Linked DNA regions of Mus musculus: region 2 is linked to region 1. The links are chromatin contacts, called in public HiChIP or PLAC-seq maps. All regions are on one chromosome and are shown on one strand. Each heading gives the region's core, a stretch centred on a gene start, on an enhancer-like site or on the middle of the called end of the contact. The rest is flanking DNA. Distances are from core to core; before and after follow the strand shown. Region 1 has its middle 140 kb from the start of Gm40303. Region 2 holds the start of Rbpj (recombination signal binding protein for immunoglobulin kappa J region).

Region 1 (3,498 bases), core at 902-3,401:
GTCACCCCATGTATTGCTGGGGAAATTCAAGGCTGTCCAAACATTTCCTGATTCTAATCTTGGGTTATCTGCTCCATTTCTCCTTTTTCCTAGAATCCCTTTCCTTGCGAGAATCTTCTTTAACCCTCAAGAAGGTGACATGAAGTGCAGTATGTTTTATGTCATACTGGAAAATGTGTAGGGGATGTGGGAGGAGAGATCACGGCTCCTGGGGGGTGTCATTTTATAGGAAGAACGTGGGTATCAGGGTCAGAGACGCCGGGTGTAAATATGGGTGGGTCACTTACGATTTGAGTAAGTGTTCAGAGTTAAAGGTTTCTGTCTGTAACACAAAGACTATTTAGTTCTGAGGGTTATGTCTTAAGGAGAGGCACAGTAGAACTCATGATTTCTTGCCATAGGTGGCCTTCTTAGGATTATAGGAAAATTTCAGCTCTCTGTCTTTCTGCTTGTTCCTCCGGGGCAACCCTCAAGTCACCTCAGAAACAAGCCTTGTTTCTATGGAGATTTGTGTAAGGTAAACAGATCTGAAAAGGGGAAGCCCAGACACCCATCCCAACACCCACTCACACCCAGCCCGCTGCCTCAGCAGAAATGTTTCCAAAGAAATGCTTTTCAAAGCTTTCGGGAAGGCCCCCAAATGCTTTCAAAGTTTCTCCTGTATCTCCATTGTCCTACTCTTGAAGTGAGCAATGATTAAAAACAGATAATAATGAACTTCACGTAAGAATGGATCAAAAGTGGAGTCACACAGGTCTCCAGTGTCTAATATAATTAGGCTGATACACTGTTGAGACCAAATGATGGCTTTTCTCTTTCTTTTCCTTTCCTGCATGTGCACATTTATTTGAAGAACTTTGAATACGTAGAAGAGGACAAGAGACCTACTCGGTGTCAGTGTTCATCCAAACAGCTTACTCTATTCTGAAACTCAGGTTTCCCTCTTTTGCTTCCTTGCACCCCATAACATCATTACTTGTAGATATCAAAGAAGAGCTGTGTCTTTGAACGTACACAGAAGTCAAGGCACATAGATCACACTAACTTCACATAACGAGGAGCAGTAATCCCCCTGTCCCTTTCCACTGAATAATACCTTCTTTGGTAAATCCTTTAGAAGTACAAACATGCATCCAATCAACTCCCTTTGAAAACATGCCCCAAATAAATTAGCTGCCTTAGAAACCTATTAACCCAAGCAGCTATTAGGTAATAGACATTTCTAAATTAAACTTAACTTTAGATCTCTCTTCTAGAGATCTTTAAATCTCTAAAGACTTTAGAGCTCTTCAGTGATCATCGATTTATGGGGATGTTAATATTCACTTAAAAGACTAATAACAGAATGGTTTCCTTCTTTCCCTGTCAAACACAAGGGCCGATTTTTGATGAGTGAAAATCACCTCCTATCTTAGCCATAACATCCCCAAGGTGCGACACCTGAAATGACACAGCAGAGACATAAATCACAGAAATAGAAACTCATGAAATGACAGCTGACAGTGGTAGACACTCTTGCTGTTGCTCACACCACATAAGAGAGAGAAAGGGCATCTAATAAGCCTCCATTTGTTTCCCTATGAGTCAGTGATGCAAGCCTTGAGTTTCTCACAGGCCCCATCGAAAAATCTAGAAGCAGAAAGCTTCAGTATTAGATTCACACAGTGGGAAGAAGACTAACAAAAGATTTTTTCTCAAAAAGAAGTCATCTAGATGTCCCTGAGCAGACCAGTTAATGTTACCATCCTCGAGGTGAACACAGAGTCTTAGCTAGAGGATAACAGACAGGGTCCTAGAGTTAACAGAGGAAACGCCCGGGTGCATGACCATAACTATCTTTAGCTACATCCATCCGGGTTAGAGAGAAAGCCTAGGCCACTGATAACAAACATCTCTATTTCCATCTGCTAACATCAGACCCAGAACAGAGAGGCAAGGGGAAACCCAGAGTCTTTCCCTTTGTCTACAAATGTATCTGCTAGATGCATTGCTCGAAGCCTCGAGTAGCCACAAAACCATAGAACCTGCCAAGCCTTGGAGCTGGAAAATTCTAGAAGAGGAAGCTGCTGTTAAAGGGAGTAAAATGACTCGCTTTACCACACTACCCTTCACCGCGTGTGACTTGAATGGAAATAGTCTTTTTCTGACATAAATGAAATCAAACCGAATGAGTGTGCTATGTGTCAGCAGATGCTGCGCCCCATGCAGCTAGCTCATTGCCTAACAGAGGAAATGTGGATTCGTAGAACTAGCTTCCTACTTTGAACACTATTTTTCCTGTAATTGGGTAAGGCCGGGGGCAAACTCTGGTCAGAGCCTGCAGAGATAAAGGGAAGCTGTGCAAACACAGACACATCAACTGCAGGCCCAGTGAAGACTTCCAGAACATGTACCACTGCAGGATGATATTAAGCATGGCCAGCATGGGAGAGGCAGTTTAGACATACAGAACAAGCTTAAGACACATACAACCTTTTCCTTCAGGAACAATCGAAACAACTCTAAGAGATCATCAAAGATCAAGGACAGGACTGAGATGTTCAGGCCTCAAAGCAATTGCCTTGCAAACCTGAGAACCCAAGTTTGATATGTAAAACTCATGTAAAATACATAAATGAACACCACACACACACACACACACACCCCAAATGCAATACTGATCATGATCCCCCCCCCAAAAAAATACTTGTGAAATCATTGGGTATTGGAAAAGTCAAGGGCAGCTTGGCTCATCTGAGAGTCAGTAGGAACTTGGAAGTTTGGGTTGGGGCAACAGGTAGAAGAGAGATGTCCTGGGAATGTCTAAACAGGGACAAAGTTTCTGAGGTGGAAACTAGTGTGCCCCTGAGGAGGCTGGTAGAGAGAGAGTGCCCCGAAAACAGGGTTTGAAGACATATTGGAAAATAGCATTGGATCTGGATCTGTAGGGGATATTACAGCTGAAGTAACCAACCAGAGACAGGGTTCTAGATACAGTTCCTTGGAAACGCCCCTCTCTCTGGGTGTTTGAGATAAATGACAGGTGGGCATCAGCCAGAATCATCCAAGTGTCATGGATTCGCCTTCATATCATGATGGTCCCCAACCTCTGGGCCAGATACTGGTTAAAATGAGCACTGAAGTGACAGCGTCTTCTTTATACCACCACTCCCAAATAGAGAAACTACTACTGTTTTAAAACCCCTTTCTACATCAAAGGTCCTAATTCAGTGTCAAATCTACTAAATATTGATAAAGCTTTGAAAATTCCTTCTCTTTTAACCTTACGCCAACCACCACCACCCTCTCTGCATCGTCCCTCCCTTACCTGTTAACTCTGACTACTGGTCCTTAGATGTCATCCACCTAGCTTGTCACTTGTTGGGTTGGAGCTTGCTGGCTAGGCTAAGCTGGCTGGTTAGTGATGCTCAGGGGGATCCTCCTGCCTCAGCCTTCCTGTGTTGTGACCCCAGCATGTATCACAGCATGTACCACCACACTTGGCCCGTGAACTCTAGA
Region 2 (3,699 bases), core at 1,053-3,552, 190 kb after region 1:
AGGAAACGTTTAAAGGCATTTTACCTCCGCAACACTCTCTTGTTCTGGATGAGACATGTTTTGACATAGCGTATTAAATGGGCATACGTCCTTTTAAAAATGGGAAGTAAATAAATAAAGCGATAGGCAAACACATATCGCATACCCTTAACAAACCTTCAGTAAGCAAAGCTTTATTTCAACCAGGAGACATTAGCTATTAGAGGGTTCACTGTCCTTTAAATGTCAAAACCCAGTCTTCATTTGTGGGTGCATGATGCTAGCAAGACACTAGTCCTACACAGCACCACGCCAATCTGAAAAGTGGCAGAGTGAAGAAGGGTTCTGACAGCTCTTGGGCAAGTAAATGAATTCAAAAAGGGTGCGTGGAGAACAGCAGCCACTAACGTATCTGATGAAACAGTACCTAGAACGGGATGCTTGCTACAAAAGAATAGAAAGAGGAAGGAAACAAAACTGGCGTTTTAAGTCATCTGGGGGGGAGGGGAGACAGAAACTGGTATGTATGTAGGATTCCTTTAAAGGCTAGGAACAGACTAAGGGGAAGCTATTTAAATCGTGTTCTCGTACCACAATGCAAACGTTTGAGATCGCTAAGCTCAGCTTTCCCGGAGCCTTGCCGGCTCACAAAGCCATCGAAGACACTATAAAGGAAAACAAAACAAAACAAAAAACAAAACAAAAACAAAACAAACAAACAAACAAAAAAACCCCAAACCAACCATTGCTAGAATAGTTAAGGGAATCCAAACTTGTTGTAGAGCAAGTGAAGTGGAGGCCAGACTAGGTGACTCAGATGCATGACTCAAAGCCGACACGGGGCTGGCTGACAGCTCCCGGAGGCGGGGGGCACCACGTCTGTCACATTTCAGGAAAGTACCAGGCTCGGGAGGGCGACAGGAAGCCTCCCCGGCGCGTGCGTGAGTGTGCCGGGGCGGCCTCAGCCCGCCGCTCCCCGCCACGCGCCCACCGCCCCGCCCCGCCCCGCCTCGCGGGCGCCTGTCGGACCCTGCCTTCCGCGTCCCGGGAGCCGCACGGGACGAACACCTGTCGGGGCCCCGGCTCTGCGCGATGTAGGGCGCACGCCCAGCCGCCCGCGGGGTGGGTAGGAGAGCGCGTTCTCGCGAGGCTTAGGAAATTTCCCACGGCCCGTGTTGTGTCTGAGCCGAGCGGTGGAAGGCGCTCGGGAGGAGGTGTAGCGTGAGACTCCGGCTGCCCGCATTGCGCACATGCGCAGTGGCGCGAGCGCGCCGCGCCAATCCTGCGGCGCTCCGGAGCGGGTCTCGGGCGGGCTGATCCAGTTCTCCGGGTTTTTTGTGGCTCCCTGCGGGAGGCAGGCAATGCAGGAGCTGGGAAATCTCTTGGAAAGCAAAGGGCCGGGAAGGGGGGGGGGGGGGAGCAGGGAGGATCAGCAGGTAGGGGACCGGAGGGACAGGTCTCGGGCCACCACCTGCCGAGAGGTGTCCCAGGCAAGACAAGCATCGGGCGACAGCATCGGGCCACCGCCGGAGGAGCTGTTTCTAGGCAGTTACCTACACGTCTGCACCCACACCTACATCCTGCAAGCTGGCTGCTGCCATGAGTTCCCCAGGCAGTCGGAGCTGGGCGGGTAGCTCGCTCCCAAGTGCCCGGGCTTGTAGTGGTGGCTCTGGGGACAACCATTCGGGGCTCTGACGTGTGGGTGCAAAGTGAACATCGGGGGGTTAGGGGGGACACCTTTGCGCGAGGCTGACCTCGGGATGACCCCAGCTCGCATCGGGGAGAAGCGGCGAAAGGCACAGAGCTTATCCCCTAATGCTTTTCCCCTGCAGAGCTCTTGGGAAGGGTCAGCTCACGCGGCGATCACGCCTGTCTCGCCGCGTGTGCGGGTCGTGCGGGAGCAAATGAATGGAGACAGTCGCTGGCAGGTCACCGGGGACCGGGGCTCTGTCCCGATCTCCGCCGCTCCGGCACCTGATACTGAGATTAGCATAAGGGAGGTGTCCAGTGAACGTCGGAATGAATGAAAAAGGCTGGGAACCCGCGGCGAGCGGGAAGCCACTTGGAAAACACCCACTCGAGGAGGCGTCTCCTCTAGGCCTGTGAGACGCTCGCATTTTCCCAGGACCCCTCCTCCCGGCCCCGGGGCCCCGCCTCCTGACCCCTCCAGTCCCGGTCCCCGTAGTAATGCCCTCCGGTTTTCCTCAGTCTCCACGTACGTCCCCGAGGGCGCGTCCCAAAACCCGGATAACCGGAGCGCTCCCCATGGACTACTCGGAGGGCTTGTCCGCGGAGGAGCGGCCTGCGCATGCTCCATCGGCGGGGTAGGTTTCTAGGGAAAGGCAGTGAGCAGATCCCTTAGTCCGCGGGCGGCGCGAGGCGGCTGGCTCCCGGCGGCGGCGGCGGCGAAGCGGGGAAAGACGGCGCGGGGGCCGGGTGGCAGCGATCGGCGAGGCCGAGGGAAGGGGCGGGGGAGAGGAGCAGGGAAAGGCGGCGGGGGGAATCTCGCGAGGGTTGGAGTTTTGGCGAGAGTTTGTGGAAGATGGCGCCTGTTGTGACAGGGTAAGTCTGAGGGGGCAGCGAGTGCTGGGAACCGGGAAAGTTGCGGGCGTCTGACCGCCGGCGGCAGGCGGCGGGCCGGGGCCGCGCGGCGCGCCGGGGCCTCGGGAGGCGGCGCGGGGCGGCGACGCGATGGCGCGGGCCGGTGCGGGGCTCGCCCGTGCGCCGCGGTGGAGCGGGCTCCGGGCGCGTGAGGGCGGGCGGTGGCGAGGCCGGCGGCTGCGGGCGGAGTGCGGCCGGCGCGCGGGGCCGTAGGCACCGTGCCCGGCGCGCGCCCCCCTCGGCGGGCCTGGCGGGGATCCCGGCGCAGCTTTGTTCCCCGTGCGTGGCCCGCGTCGCCTGTCCTCCCAGCCGCTGCCCTGGGCGCCGGAGCGCTTTGTCTGTGTGCGCTGCCCCCCGCGATTCTGCCCCCAGCCCTTTGTTTCGCCGCCTTAGGCTCTCTGTGGGAGCCGCTGCGCGCCCCGCATCCCGTCTGCACCTCCACTCCGCCCGCTGTCCCTCCTCCCGTGCCCCTTTGTTGTATCCCTCTCTTCAGTAGCTGGGTGACCTGCCATAGCCCTGGCACCAGATTACTGCCGTTCTCTTTCTTCCATTGTCTTTCTCGTGTGTATCCCCTCTCACCTTTTTCTCTTTGGTCCTCACCCCCCCCCCCCAAGGCTTTGTCTCCCCTATGTAGTGTCTCATTCTCTTAGCATCCCCTTCCCCTCGCGTCACTGCCTGATTTATCCGCTGCCCACTGTGTCTGTCTGTTGAACTGTCTCAACCCCGGGGACTCCATCTGGTGCTTCTAAGTGCGCACAGACTCTAGGGTTTGCTTTTGTTGTTTGAGTCTGGGAGATGCTTGAGATACTTAAGTTTGCTCCTTCCGCGCCCCTCCTTTCTTCCTTCGCACCCATTTCTCTCGGGATCACACCCCTACCCACCCCTATGCGCCCCTCTCTTGGGATTAAAACGACCCCACTTTTCTTTGCCATCTTTCTGGGCCCGTGATTGTTTTGCTTGGTAAGAGTAGCGCTGGAAAAGGATCTCGATTTCTTGATGGTTATTGCCGTCCCCATCATTGGCTTCTGACGGCCCCAGGCCAAGGGCATCCGCAGTAGCCTTGCACCTGGGTTACCTGAGGGCTAATGGAAGGGTATATTTTAAGACTGTTAGAAGTAG

What was found. HiChIP or PLAC-seq counts read pairs in DNA pulled down with a chosen protein or histone mark.
Region 2: an H3K27ac HiChIP or PLAC-seq map of thymic regulatory T cells shows a contact between it and region 1, with 7 times the contacts expected there. The contact joins the promoter of Rbpj here to the enhancer-like site in region 1. A contact is called at or near these places in 2 of 15 datasets of contacts at CTCF or cohesin (CD8 T cells and the NIH/3T3 cell line), 27 of 484 Hi-C or Micro-C datasets (B cells, the C10 cell line, CD8 T cells and 20 more), 41 of 115 datasets of contacts at active chromatin or transcription factors (the 230-238 cell line, CD8 T cells, DN3 thymocytes and 28 more) and 4 of 9 other capture datasets (adipose tissue, bone marrow-derived macrophages, liver and 1 more).

What each region holds. Positions count from the first base shown.
Region 1 is chr5:53,400,735-53,404,232 of GRCm38.p6, forward strand. No RefSeq gene overlaps it. Among named protein-coding and RNA genes, the nearest start is that of Gm40303, 140 kb to the left of the region's middle. Within about 2 kb of position 2,152, at least 109 of the 459 cell types and tissues checked have an H3K27ac peak or open chromatin away from gene starts, as enhancers often do. A contact at or near this core is called in CD8 T cells, CD8 central memory T cells, the CH12 cell line and 23 more, where this site is marked.
Region 2 is chr5:53,588,184-53,591,882 of GRCm38.p6, forward strand. It overlaps Rbpj (recombination signal binding protein for immunoglobulin kappa J region), which reads left to right and starts at 2,303. Exons shown (of 11, transcript NM_001080927.2): 1 at 2,303-2,541. The coding sequence starts at 2,522.